Linked DNA regions of Mus musculus: region 1 is linked to region 2. A link is a contact called in public Hi-C data. All regions are on one chromosome and are shown on one strand. Each heading gives the region's core, a stretch centred on a gene start, on an enhancer-like site or on the middle of the called end of the contact. The rest is flanking DNA. Distances are from core to core; before and after follow the strand shown.

Region 1 (6,427 bases), core at 1,943-4,442, 99 kb before region 2:
TCTCAAAGAATTAAAAAAATATATATTTAAAAAAATGGTTTGGGAGCTGGAGAGATGACTCAGTGGTTAAGAGCACTGACTGTTCTTCCAAAGGTCTTGAGTTCAGTTCCCAGCAACCACATGGTAGCTCACAACCATCAGTAATGAGATCTGATGCACTCTTCTGGTGTGTCTGAAAATAGGTACAGTGTACTCATACATAAAATAAATAAATCTAAATAATAATAATGGTTTTGGTTCCTTGAGACTGGAGAGATGGCTTGGAGATTAATAACGGCTGCTCTTTTAAAGAATCTAAGTTCAATCCCTGCACCCATATAGCCCCACACAATCATCTGTGACTCAAGTTCCAAGTGATGTGACACCCTCTTTTGGCCTCCACAGGCACCAGACTTGCATGAGTCACACATACATAGATAAAGGCACAACACTCACACTCATAAAATAAGTGTTTAACAAAAAGGTTTTCTTTCTTAATGTGAGTTGTATTTGTTTTGGTGTGTCTGAAGACAGCTACAATGTACTCATATATATAAACTAAATAAATAATTCTTAAAAAAAAAAACTAGCTAGTGTTTGCCTGTGCATCCAACTAATACTATATAGTGAGACTGACTCTAAATAGACAGACAGACAGACAGACAGACAGACAGACAGATAGATAAAAGCAGTGCCTATAATTCCAACACTCAAGAGGCGATGAAGGAAGTTTGCCTCAGGTTTGGGGCCTTTCTAGGCTATGCAGTGAGTTCTAAGCTAAGCTGAACTATAAAAGGAGAACAAGGGAAAAAAAAAACCCCAACGAACAGCAGAAATCGCACACATACAAGCCCACTCTCCTTCCCCCCCTAAATAAAGTATGGAGGCTGGCATGGTGGTATCTCTCAGTCCCTGGACGCTGCTGCTGCCACTTTCTATTGGCTTGACACTTGTAAACTCCTTTGCTCACCCTGCATGCCTGCTGCCTGTGCTGTAAAGTGCTCTGAAGCAACTGTGAGCAAGACAGAACTTGCCCAAGGCCTCCTGGTGCTTGACCTGATACTAAGTGCTGGAGATACAAAGCTGAACGTGGCAGAATCCCCTCCCATCCAGAGAGCCCAGCCCTCGAGGAGTTCCTGGAGGAAAGAGCCCAGAGCAGTCCACCGCAGTAGTGAAGTGAGCCTTAAAGAGCACAGACTCCCGGCTGGGCTGGGACTTCCTGTGCTGGCCAAAGAGAGCTTGGAGACAAGAGCTTGAAGAGGTGGAGAGGAGCCCAAAACCCTGATTAAGGGCTGTTCCAGGTGGCAGAATTAGCGCAAAGTCTACACACCCCACGCCCTGCATTTAGGAAAAGGCCTTGGAAGGAAGCCTTATGATACAGGCTTCGGAATTTCATCATAGACCAGCACAGGGATTTGTTTGTTCGTTGGGACGCTTACCCTGCCAGTTACACAGGTAAAGGATGGAAATCAGATATTGGGGAAGCGATTAATAACGTGACTTAGGGCAGAACTGGGTTAGGCGTAAAGGAACTGGATTTTTAGCAGCGGTGAGGACAAAGATGAGAGCCATGGGAGTAAGGTTTAGAAAGATGTTCAGTAGCACTGACAATATGAGTGACTCGGGGACAGCCAGGTGAGACAGCCCATGCATGATAAGCCCAGCGCTCAGGAGACCGAGGCAGGGGAATTTCTTGGAGTTTGAGGATCAGTCTGACTACAAAGTTCCAGGCTGAGCTGTAGGGTAATATAGCAAAGGAAAGCGGCCAGGGTTGCTACACACAGTAAAATCATGACGAGCAAAGGCTGCTACCGTTAACATGAGGAAGCAGCTCCAGGGAAGGTGGGATTTAGGGTTGAAAACCCGGGGTTTCTCGTGCAGGGGCAAAGCGAGCAATGGCAATATCCTCGCAACTTTGTAGCCCCCTGTTCACTTGACAACTAGCTGTATCTGATTCTTTGAGTACCCTTCCAGAAAAGTTCCCCCACCTCTGATATCAGTGTATTCCGTCTCCTACTACCCGGCAGATCAGCACCCCTGACCTAAATTTCAATCACTTCTCTTTGGCAGGCCACCCTAATTCCAGCTTGTGACACGATTTGCCTGTGTCTATCTTGGCCCAGATCTCTTCCATCTCTGAGAGTGATTGGTGAAACCTGGGTGGCCTTGGACGCAGGATCCACCTCAGTGGGAGAATACTTGCTCAGCCAGTGTGAATCCTTTGATTCTTAGATCCTTAGTACCACATATAAAAGCCGACCGTAAGACTTTCTAAAACAGAAATATGGTCCATACATGTCCTTCAGTGGTCATCCTGAGACTCCTATTTTGGATGGTGTTGATGGGTCCCAGACCTAAAGCCAGATGGCCCACAAGGCTCCTTTGTTCAGTGGGTCTCCTCAGACCAGCTGGTGTCTGGGGGTGGGGACCCAGTGCTCCAGAGTTCCAGGACCAAATGCTGTGTGCTGGCCTGGGAAGGCCTTCTGTCCGATTCACACCTCTTCCCAGCTAGCTCCCACCAGCTTTCTAAAGGCCACATCAGGGTGTGTGCAGCAGGTGCCCTGTATTTTAGTTGCTTGTTTGCCAGCATTGACACACAACCACCACCTTACAGAAAGACTAAGATGCTACGATTAAATCTCCATGTTACAAACCAGGAAACTGAGGCACAAAGAGCTTTCCCTCAAGGGCATAGACTCAACCGCTGGATCCAGTCCAGTGAGTTTTCAGGTCTATGTCATATGCCACGGTTTGGATTGTTTCTTGGCTCATTCCTGTATTCATGGTACAGGGCCTGAGACCATCATTTCACTCACTGAATAAATACCAGGTCCCTAGGGCCGCTATAAGAAAGAGCAAGAGCAAATATTCCTTATACATCCATCACTTGACAGCTCCCGAACACTTACTATATGCCTAGCTCTGGGCTCAGTGCTAGATAGACAATGTAGAGCATCTTTGCTCTACAGGAGTTCAGAGTAGGTAAGGTTCAAGGGTGCATGGGGGTGGGGGTGGGGTCAAACAAAACCCACAAAGATAATGCTTCTCTTCTCTGTTCCTAAAGTCGTCACGGATTACCTATCACATCTTTCTCCTAAACATAATTCTGGGCGGGCTGCTCCAGAAAGCACCTTGGTGGAAGCTTCCTGTGGGTGAGACATGCAGAAGCTACAGCTCAGAGCTCTGCTGGAAAAGGCTCCTGAGGCCACAGCCAAGTCCAGTGCTGCCATCTGCTGGCCACATCGAAGATGCGCCCAAACCCAGGGCTTGTGACGTAGCCAAGACCAGCAACCAAGTTCAGCATCCCTGTAAAACCTATGGGTCATCTGTAAAATCAGATAGATGTACCTGGGCCCAGACATGTAGAACATACGCTTTCTAAACTTCACCGTAGACTTCTCTACTTCAGTCTGTCGCTCGCTCCTTCTTTCCTTCCTTCCTTCCTTCCTTTCTCTCTCTCTCTCTCTCTCTCTCTCTCTCTCTCTCTCTCTCTCTCTTCTTTCTTTTCTTTTTTCTTTTTTTTTTTGAGAAAGGGTTTCTCCGTGTAGCCCTGGCTGTCCTGGAACTCACTCTGTAGACCAGGCTGGCCTCGAACTCAGAAATCCGCCTGCCTCTGCCTCCCAAGTGCTGGGATTAAAGGCGTGCAGCATCACTGCCTGGCTCCCTCTTTTCTTTCTTGGGTAGGGTGCTGAATTCATTTTACCTCTGAAAGATGTTTATTAGCTGCAGGCCCCATGGAATTTTTAGGACCACTTATATCACATGCAAATAAAGGTACTTTGACTTCTTTTCCAGTTTAAATCCCCCTTCCCCCATCATCTTCAGTTGTCTTATTGCTCTAGCTAGGACTTCAAGTACTACACTAAACAGATATGGAGAGAGAGGACAGCTTTGTCTGGTTCCTGATATTGGTGGAATTGCTTTGAGTTTCTCCATTTAAGTTGATGTTGGTTGTGGACTTGCTGTGTGCTTTATGATGTTTACTATGTTGATGTATGGACCCGTATCCATGATCTCACAGTACTTTTATCATGAAGAGTTGTTGCATTTTGTCAAAGGTTTTTTCTGCATCAAATGTGATCATGGAGTATATGTCTTTAAGACTATCTATATGGTAAATTGCATTGATCAATTTACATATGTTGAACCATTCCTGCACCTCTGGGATGAAGCCTACTTGATTATCGTAAATGATTGTACTGTAGACCAGGCTGGCCTCAGACTTAGAAATCTGCCTCCCTCTGCCTCCCAAGTGCTGGGACCAAAGGCCTGCGCCATCGTGCTTGGCTCTCTTTCATCTCTGGTATTCTGTTGGTGAAGCTTGCCTCTATGGTTCCAGTTTGAGTTTCTAAAATTTTCATTTCCAGATTTCTCTCCATTTGGGTTTTCATTATTGATTCTATTTCTACTTTCAGGTCATGACCTGTTTTATTCATTTTCTTCCACTGTTTGTGTTTTCCTAGATTTCCCTAAAGGATTTATTCACTTCCTCTTTAAGGACCTCTGTCATATTCATAAAGGCTGTTTTTAAGGCCTTTTTCTTGTGATTGCGGATATGCTGGTATATTAGAGCCTCTGTGGCAGGACTGCTGGCCTCTAGTGGAGGTATATTGTCCTGGCTGCTATGGCAGTTTTGTGCATCTGGGATTGGGAAGGTTACAATTCTAGGTCCCGATATATGGTCCAGTCTTTGTTGGGTGGGTGTTTTGTTCCTAGGTTTCTGTTGCCCTGAGTGTGATGGGTGTGTGTTGCTTGGTGGGAAATTCCTCTGGGGTTCTGGTAGGTGTGGCCACTGGGGGTCCAGGTAAAATGTGCTTCTGGGGATTGGGTGCTGACACGTAGGAATGGGGATGGCTTGGAGGAAGGCTGGGGGAGGGGACATTCTATCAGGATCTGCTTAGTCCTTGAGAATGGAGGCAGAGAGTGAGAAGAGGCCGGAGCAGGAGGTCTGCTGCAGGGCTGGGGGATTGGATTGGAGGGATGGAGGGGAAAAGCTGCACTTGGCCTGCTTCCTTTTTCTGGGTTGAGCGGCCTGTGGCTTCCCTGGCAATGCCTGCCACAGTCGGGAGGTAAAGCAACAAGGAGGGGAAGGGAGGCTAGGATGGGAAGATGTGTGGGGTCCATTGGAGACAGGGGTGAGGTGGGAGGGAGGCTGCAGCAGGTGTTCCACGGGGCTGGGGAGTGGGGGGTTGGTGTGTGTGGGGGTGGGGGACTGGATTTGAAGGAGCAGGAATGGTGAAGATCTAGTTAGCCTACTTATTTCCTTGGCTGGAATTGTGTCCTAAAAAGTAGCGTGTCACCCTCAAAACCAACCATAATAACCACAAACTCCAAAAAGAGGTGCCAGTCATGGAGTCCAGGATGCAGATGGGTTTCGCACTTTGGAGTTCTTCAGATTGGGAAATATCGACTTTACCGTTGAATATCATTCCACACAGTTCTTATCTAGGGGTATTTTAGGTTCTTTGCCTTAGGGATGCATAACCCATACTATTTATCACTGTTTCTGTTTATAGACAGGGAAGTGAGATAGCAAGTGTGGGGTTATCTTCCAGTCAATTGATAGGCTACAGTGACTTCACACACATAGCTATCCCCAAAGTAAAGGTCCATGGCCACTTCTCACAGACTGCTCTAGAATGAGAGAGGCAACATTCAGTTTACTCTTTGCTGGCTATCCTGGTGATGTACATTTAAAAGATACAGAGATGACTCAGCGGTTAAGACCACTGACAACTCTGTCAGAGGTCCTGAGTTCAATTCCCAGCAACCACTTGGTGGCTCACAACCATCTGTAATGGGATCTGGTTCATTCTTCTAGTGTGTGTCTGAAGACAGCTGCAGTGTCCTCATATTCATAAAAAATAAATAAATCTTAAAAAAAAAGATATAGAAGTGAATGTCAGCATGTTCAGAGGTGTGGGGAGCCGCACTCACATTTGCCATTACAAGATGGCGCTGACAGCTGTGTTCTAAGTAGTAAATAATCTGCACATGTGCAGGGGCAGTTTTCCCGCCATGTGCTCTGCCTTTCTCGTGATGACAACTGGGCCGATGGGCTGCAGCCAATCAGGGAGTGACATGTCCTAGGCGGAGGATAATTCTCCTTAAAAGGGACGGGGTTCTGGCACTCCCCCTCTTCGTCTCTTCGTCTCTTTCTCTTTTCCTCTGCTCTCTTCCTCTCTCTCTCTCTCTCTCTCTCTCTCTCTGCCTCTCTCTCTGCGTCTCTCTGCGTCTCTCTCTCTCTTCCTCTCTGCTTCTCTCTGCCGCGCTTTTCCTCTCTTGCTCCTGAGTAAGCAATAAAGCTTTGCCGCAGAAGATTCTGGTTTGTTGCGTCTTTCCTGGCCGGTTGTGAACGCACGTAAGACAGAGGAGCACTGCCAGGGTGCTGAGGAAGTCTATAGCAGGAGGACCTGGGGGTGTTTAGCTTGGGGAAGAGAAGGTCCAA
Region 2 (7,051 bases), core at 3,570-6,069:
ATGACAGAAAAGTACATCTTATCCCTTGGATCTGGAGTTATAGGCAGTTGCGAACTGCCCAAGGTGGGAGCTGAAATCTGTAACTCAAATCCTCATGATCAAGTAACAAGTGCTCTTAACCACTGGACCATCTCTCCAGCTCTGTCCTTGAACCTAAAAAAATGTCTGTACAGATAGATACATGCGTGTGAAGATACATGTAGAGGCAAGAGGACAACCTCCAGTGTTATGTCACCCTCAGAAATTCACCCATCTTCATTTTGAGACAAAGATTCTCATTGGCCGGACGCTTACCAATTAAGCTCTACAAAGTATGACAATTGGGTTTGATTCTGGGGTCCACATGGTGAAGGGATAGAAGTGACTTCCACAAGTTGTCCTCTGACATCTACACATGTAGCTTGGAAAACACACACACACACACACACACACACACTAGATTCAAAAGAAAATGCAGAACGAAACATTTAATTAAAACATAAATGCAAAAAAATTAGACAGGTCAAGAGAGTACAGTTTGTATAAGTAAGCAACCACTCAGGTTGAGAAAGAGGACATTGCCTAAACTCCTCCCGTGTGGGGAGGGCACATCCCTGAGTGATGGATGTGTGGTCTGCTGAGGAAGCTGCACAAGTCTGAAGCATAACTAGAGCTGTCCACAGTCGTCAGTGATGATCTTCCTGTTGGTCTTGGATCCAAAGCTCTCCATGGCTTCTGTGATGCTCACGCTCCCAAAGGCTGCATGCTTGCCATCCAACCATGCCATCTTGGCAGTGGGATGAAAAACTGTGAACTATTTGTGTTTGGTCCAACATTTGCCATAAAGAAGATCCCAAGACTCTGTACTTCAGGATGAAATTGAAATCCCTCAAATTTCTTCCCAGTTGCCACCAGTGCCATCATGGTCTGTAAGGTGACCACCCTGGCACATGCATTCTGGAATAATTTGGTGAAAGTCAGAGCCTTTTTAGCCATCTCCTTTCTTGCTGATGCTCAGAGCATAGTAGTTTTCTGCTGTCTTTGGATCATTGTCTGCCATGACTCAGTGATGTGGCCAAAGGGCTTACCATCATGGTGTTAAATATAGTGCGGTTGACCATGGATGCCAGCAAGTGGCTACAGGGCAGAGGAGTATCTGCAAAGCTTGGATTTTTAAAATAAACTTATTATTGTTGTTGTTGTTACATTATTACTATTATTATTAGTGTGTATGTACACTCACACACTTGAATACATGTAGGTGAAATGTCTGTAAAGGCCTGAAGTCTCAGATCTTCTGTAAGAACAAGAGTTCTTCACCACTGAGCCATCTTTTTAGCCCCTCTGAACATTTTTTCTGGGGGAGGGGTGGTCACACAATGTAGCTGGCTTCAAACTTATGTTGTCCATGGCTCCCTTAAATGTATGAGCCTCCTATCTCACCCTTCTAAATATTGAGATTAGACTTAGGTGCCACCACATTTGGCTTACACTGAACTCTCTCTCTCTCTCTCTCTCTCTCTCTCTCTCTCTCTCTCTCTCTCTCTCTCTCTCTCTCTCTGCATGAATGTTTGCATGTATGAGTGCAGTGTTTGTGCACCCATGTGCATGTGAGCATGTATGCATCTATAGTTTCATGCATGTGTATTTAGAGCCTAAGGCTGGTGTTAGGAGTTTCCTTAATTATAGGAAATGAGCACCTTACTCATAGATGTAGGTCTCTCAATTATACCCAGAACATTGGAGTTACAGAGGTCCTTGTATTCACAGAGGACTAAGAGAACCAAAAATGTTAATCATGCAGGGTATCTCCTCAGTGAAGGATTAAAAATCAAATAACTGCATTCCTGCAGAAATCTAAGAATGGATTTTGTTAAAGACTTGGTGACTTTTTTTTTTTTTTTTCTATCTGTGGAGGCAGACCTCATCCAATTCCCCAGAATGATTATCCCAGACCACTACTTACCCTTTGGGGAGATATCACATGTACTCTATGACCTTCTGACCTATATGTTATACGTCAGAGACCACACTAGATTCTAGGCCTTTTAGCTATAGAACCCGCCCTCATGCTCATAGGTACTTTGTAAAAGAGTTTCTATGTAGTCACATCTAGGCTTTACTGTGCACCCAGAGTTCGACTGATTGTTGATCCTTTCGCTTAAGTTTCAATACTGCATAGGAAGTGCAGTTTTTGTTTTTGTTTTTCCAGAAAGGAGGCAAATACAATATAAGATGAATAGCCCATCTAGACCATAGTTCTCAACCTTCCTAATGCTGTGACCCTTTAATACAGTTCCTCATGTTGCAATAACCCTCAGCCACAAAATTATTTTGTTGCTACTTTATAATTGTAACTTTGCTACTGTAATGAATTGTAACATTAGCATCTGTGTTCTCCAATTGTCTTTGGGGGTCGTTAGGAACAGCTAATGCCCATAAGAAGGCATTTAATATCCCCCCCTTAATTTTTTATTTATTTTTTGAGACAAAGTCTTTCTATGTAGTTCTGGAACTCACTATGGAGATCATGCTGACCTTGATCTCAGAGAGCGTCCGGCCTCTATGCTGGGATTAGCAGTGTGCACTACCACTTCTATCCACTTAATACATTATTTTAAATCTTTCACGCAAAGTATTATTATTTCATATAATGTATTTTTTAACATCTTTAAAAAATTTAAATTTATGCATACCTCTGTGTGTGTATGTGTCTGTTTTTGTGCAACATGTGTTGCATGGAGGCCAGAAAAGTGTGTCAGATCCTCTGGAGCTGGACTTGCAGGCAGCTGGAAGCTGGAAACTGAACTTTGGTCATCTAGAAGAGTAGCAAGCATTCTTCACCATTGAGCCATCTCTCCAGCCCCATATAATGTATTTTGACCATATTCAACCCACATTCCTCTCCTGTACTTAGTATCCTTTAATTTACTAGAAACATAAACTAAGGGGCTGGGGAGATGGCATAAACATAGGGATCTGCGTTCGGATTCCTAAAAAAAAACCACATAAAAGTGGCACAAGCCTGTTACTCCAGCACTGGCGAGGCGGAGATTCCTCAAGCTTACTGGCTAGTCGGTCATCTTCAAGTTAACTGCCCAACAATTAAGATTGAGAGTGATCAAGAAAAGATGTATGCTGTCAACCACTAGCGTCCTCTACAATGTACACATGTACACCACACATGAGCACGATAAGATCGTTGTTCTAAATGTTGTGACTTGGGGACAGTTTTGTTGTGACTTGGGGACAGTTTTGTTGTGATTACTAAGGAAGGAAAGCAGCCTCATTTTGAGACTAGAAAGATGGGAGTTGAAGTGAAAGCAGAATTACTGTAGATCTGAGATAGGCATAAGGGACTCAAGGGACTCACACAGCCCAGGCCAGCCTCAGACTTCATCTGGAGTTGAGGCTCGCCTTGATCTCCTGATTCTCCTGCTTCCACTTCCCAAATGCTAGGGTGAACAGGAGTATCCCAATCCATGGGAAACCTGATTTGTCCATGAGTCTAAAAGGCAAGGATATCTAAAGTAAATAGCTGGGAGTTTTTCTTATGAGTCTTCTTAAGAGTAAAATAGACAAATTCCATTTTAGAAGAATTTTCTGTAAGTTCTGCAACATAATAAATGGTAGTGGCAGAGATACTCTCCACAGATACACCCACGGCTTAGTTACAATTTAAGCACTTCACAGGTTGTTTTGGGACTCACTGTGTAGACTTTGAACTCACAGAGGTCTACCTGACCCTTCCTCTCAGATGGTGGGATGCCACCATGCCCGGCTCCCTCAGGCACCTTAGATGAAGCATTTCATGTAAGACTGACACATTGGGGATGTCCAAATCTACAGAAAAGGTGTGTTTAATCCTCTCATCTGGAGGGCATGTGGATGGCACCTTGCCAATTCTCTCACAGTCAAGCAGAATGTGTGAGCCTGTGGGAATATAACTAGGAATGAGGATTCCCCACCCCCACCCCAAACAAAAGAACAAGTGAGGATGTGAAGGTACAGCAAGCATCCTTCCTGGCTGAATCCAAGCACACCTTCTGATGTCATGGGAAAACTGAGCAGTAACAGGATGCGAAGATTATGGATATGTTAGGACCGATCACAACCATGTCCATCATCATCTCTTGTAGAGTTTCCTACTAGTTTTTGACTTATGCTCAGTTTTTCATCAATAATGTAGTCTTCTTTAAGAAGAGGACAATGGGGGTTGGGGCTGGGGGGTTGAAAAGGAACGGTATCACCAAAGCTTGCTTGATCACTCTGTCAACTCCTCTTCTGCATTCTTCATGGTTTTTAGTGTCTATACACTTTTGTGACTTATTTTCTGTCAGTCTCTTCTTGGCCTGTTTACACTGTCTCCCTCTGAACTGTAAACCCCCTCTTTAGAGATCACATTATTAGTCTTTCTTTCTTCCACAGCACCTTTCTAGCACCTTCATATGATAGGCACTTACTATTTGACTGATGAAAGCAAACAGGACAAGCTAGAAATATATGATATCCAAGACAAACAGGACAGGGTCACATTTAAGCTTCTAATCTAACCTAAAAGGCTGGCAGAAATAAACCCTGAACTTGCCAACCACTCTCCTCTCAAGTCTATTAGCTGTGACACTAGATGGTCGTTTTCCTTCTAGCTCTGCTATTTCTTCTACTGAAACTCCTACTTCCCACGTACCTCTGTTCTCCAAGACTGTGGAGAAGCTCGAGCCTAGATTAGGGACTAGATCTTTCAGGAATGCAGAGAACAGGAAAGGGGTCTGGTGTTATTATTCTGAAGACAGCAGAAGTGCCATGTCTGTCCATACCTGACCCATCAAATGACAGTTTTGTCAAAAAGCCGTTTTCCAGGCCACACCCTCATCAGAAGTTCATTGTTTCACGCGCACTGGCTGTGCTTCTGATTGGCTGGCATCACCGTACCCCTCCCCCAACACTGAGTGGTCTACTGCTCTTGGAAGACTGGCTTGGCTCAATCTCAGGTTCTCATGTCTGGACATGTGAGACAGTTGGAGAGAGTGAAATAACCCCATCGTTTACACATCTCTTTCCTTGACCATGTGGAGGGTGACTGAAATTAGGTCACAGTTGATAGGTGACTATTATCAAAAGAAAAGTCTCTTAAGCAAGCACCCAAGTTTAGTCAATACAGTAGTTTCGCCATGTCTTTGGTTTTGTTACGCAAGCTAAGTTACCACTGATCAACTTTGGTCTGAAAACATGAATGGAAAATTACAGCAATACTCTTTCTTTTTGGAATTACAGTGTTCAGCAGCATAATGAAGTCTCTCACTGTCCTCTCTGGGACACGAATCATCCTCCTGTCCAGTGTAGTCACTCTGTATAAATGACTTGTATGGCAGACTTGTCAGCATTTTGCTACAATTGTCTTATCTTATTACTGTTGTTATTAATTTCTTACTATACTTCATTAAAAAACTGGCATAGATGTCTACAGACAACCAGCAGCACCTCAGCGTTTGGTACTATCTTCCAGGTGCTGCCAGGGCTGGTGGATAAACAAAGGAGCACTATTGTAGTGACCACACTATCAGGGCCATGAATTTTACCAGTTTTAATGAATTTACTACTTGTGAGGTAAAATTTTGACAAATTATACATCTGTTTTTGAATATACGTCTGGTTTTAATGTGTCTACTTATAAATTTACGCAAAGGTCAGTTAAAATCTGAGGCCTTATGAGTAAGAATTTAAGTTTTCACAATCCAGTGGGACACTGTCAAAGTATGTTTTAAAGGAGCTGTCCTGGCTAGTTTTATGCCAACTTGACACAAGGTAGAGTCATCAGAGGTGGGAGCCTCAGCTGAGAGAAGGCCTCTATTTGGCTGGGGTGTAGGTGAGCTTGTGAGGCCTTTTCTTAGAGATTGATGTGGGTGGACTCAGCTGCTGTGGTGGGCCCACCCTTCGACAGGTGGTCCTGAGTGCTATAGGAAAGAAGGTTGAGCAGGAGAGAATGCAGCCCCATGGCCCTGCATCAGCTCCTGCCTCCAGGCTCCTGCCCTGTTTGAGTCCCAACTTCAATGATAGACTATGATGTGGAATATCGAAGTGCGAGGTCAAACCCTTTCTTCCCCAACTCTGCTTTTGGTGTTTCATGGCAGCAACAGAAACCCTAAGACAGGGCATATATTTAAAACTTAAACAAAAAACTGAAAATATATGTGAATATTCTTATAGCCAATTCTAGTAATTAAATTTACTGTATTCCAAAATGTAAAAACACACATTTTAAGGGAGGGGGGTTTAATTATGCGTATGCTACTGAATCCAGTCTCAGGGTGAATCTAATTAAACAGACCTTTCAGTTGGTAAATGTTAGAGCTGCTTTTCCCATTTGGCTACACAAAGAAGCTCTGGCATTGACTTTTGCTTTAAAGAGATTTGGAGCTTCGAGGAATCTTTGTTAACATTTAACCTTCCATTATCATCTTAACAACTTAAAAAGAAAAAATCTGCTTACTCTAAAAAAAAAAAAAAAAACCAAGCAGTATTGCTGTACCTTCTATCAGTATTCCCTTGAGATGGATGCTAAACCACAGAAAAATTCAAAGGTATATTAAAAAATTCTTGAGTCTAAAAAAAGGATTCTTGGATCTATTTCTAACCAAATAGCATTTCCTGAACTTTCTTACATTAGGTAGGTGGCATGAGCCAGACACGGTGCTAAAATGTCATTTCAGTGAATCTTTATAACTCCATTAGCCAGTGCTATTACTTTTAATCAACTTTAAATCTCAGAGGAAGAGATTCGCAAGTCAATGTGGCACAGTTGAGTTGGAATCTCAGTGGCACTGAAAAAAACTTACAAAGCTGTCAATAAGGACTTGATAGAAAAGCTTGACACAGAATTCATCTATACTGACTTGTGCCACTGTGGAAGTTACTCTTAGGGAGTTCAGGATCTACAATGAGAGACTGCTAGTAAAGCAACTCCTGTAAGTATTTAAGAGTATAGGGTTTTTTCTTTTTTTTTTTTTCGAGACAGGGTTTCTCTGTGTAGCCCTGGCTGTACTGGAACTCACTCTGTAGACCAGGCTGGCCT

Evidence for each region. A called contact is a pair of places that touch in the nucleus more often than the background predicts.
Region 1: a contact with region 2 is called in a Hi-C map of multipotent progenitors, with 6 times the contacts expected there. The contact joins the enhancer-like site here to the promoter of Adcy10 in region 2. A contact is called at or near these places in 6 of 39 promoter capture datasets (the C10 cell line, the HPC-7 cell line, cranial neural crest and 3 more), 1 of 15 datasets of contacts at CTCF or cohesin (the NIH/3T3 cell line), 6 of 484 Hi-C or Micro-C datasets (the C10 cell line, the G1E-ER4 cell line, extraembryonic endoderm stem cells and 3 more), 1 of 115 datasets of contacts at active chromatin or transcription factors (the 230-238 cell line) and 3 of 9 other capture datasets (adipose tissue, liver and pancreatic islet).

What each region holds. Positions count from the first base shown.
Region 1 is chr1:165,580,501-165,586,927 of GRCm38.p6, reverse strand. No RefSeq gene overlaps it. Among named protein-coding and RNA genes, the nearest start is that of Gm51750, 25 kb to the right of the region's middle. Within about 2 kb of position 3,192, at least 13 of the 459 cell types and tissues checked have an H3K27ac peak or open chromatin away from gene starts, as enhancers often do. A contact at or near this core is called in multipotent progenitors and stem cell-derived neural stem cells, where this site is marked.
Region 2 is chr1:165,482,951-165,490,001 of GRCm38.p6, reverse strand. It overlaps Adcy10 (adenylate cyclase 10), which reads right to left and starts at 4,819. Exons shown (of 34, transcript NM_173029.3): 1 at 4,667-4,819. It also overlaps the pseudogene Gm6050.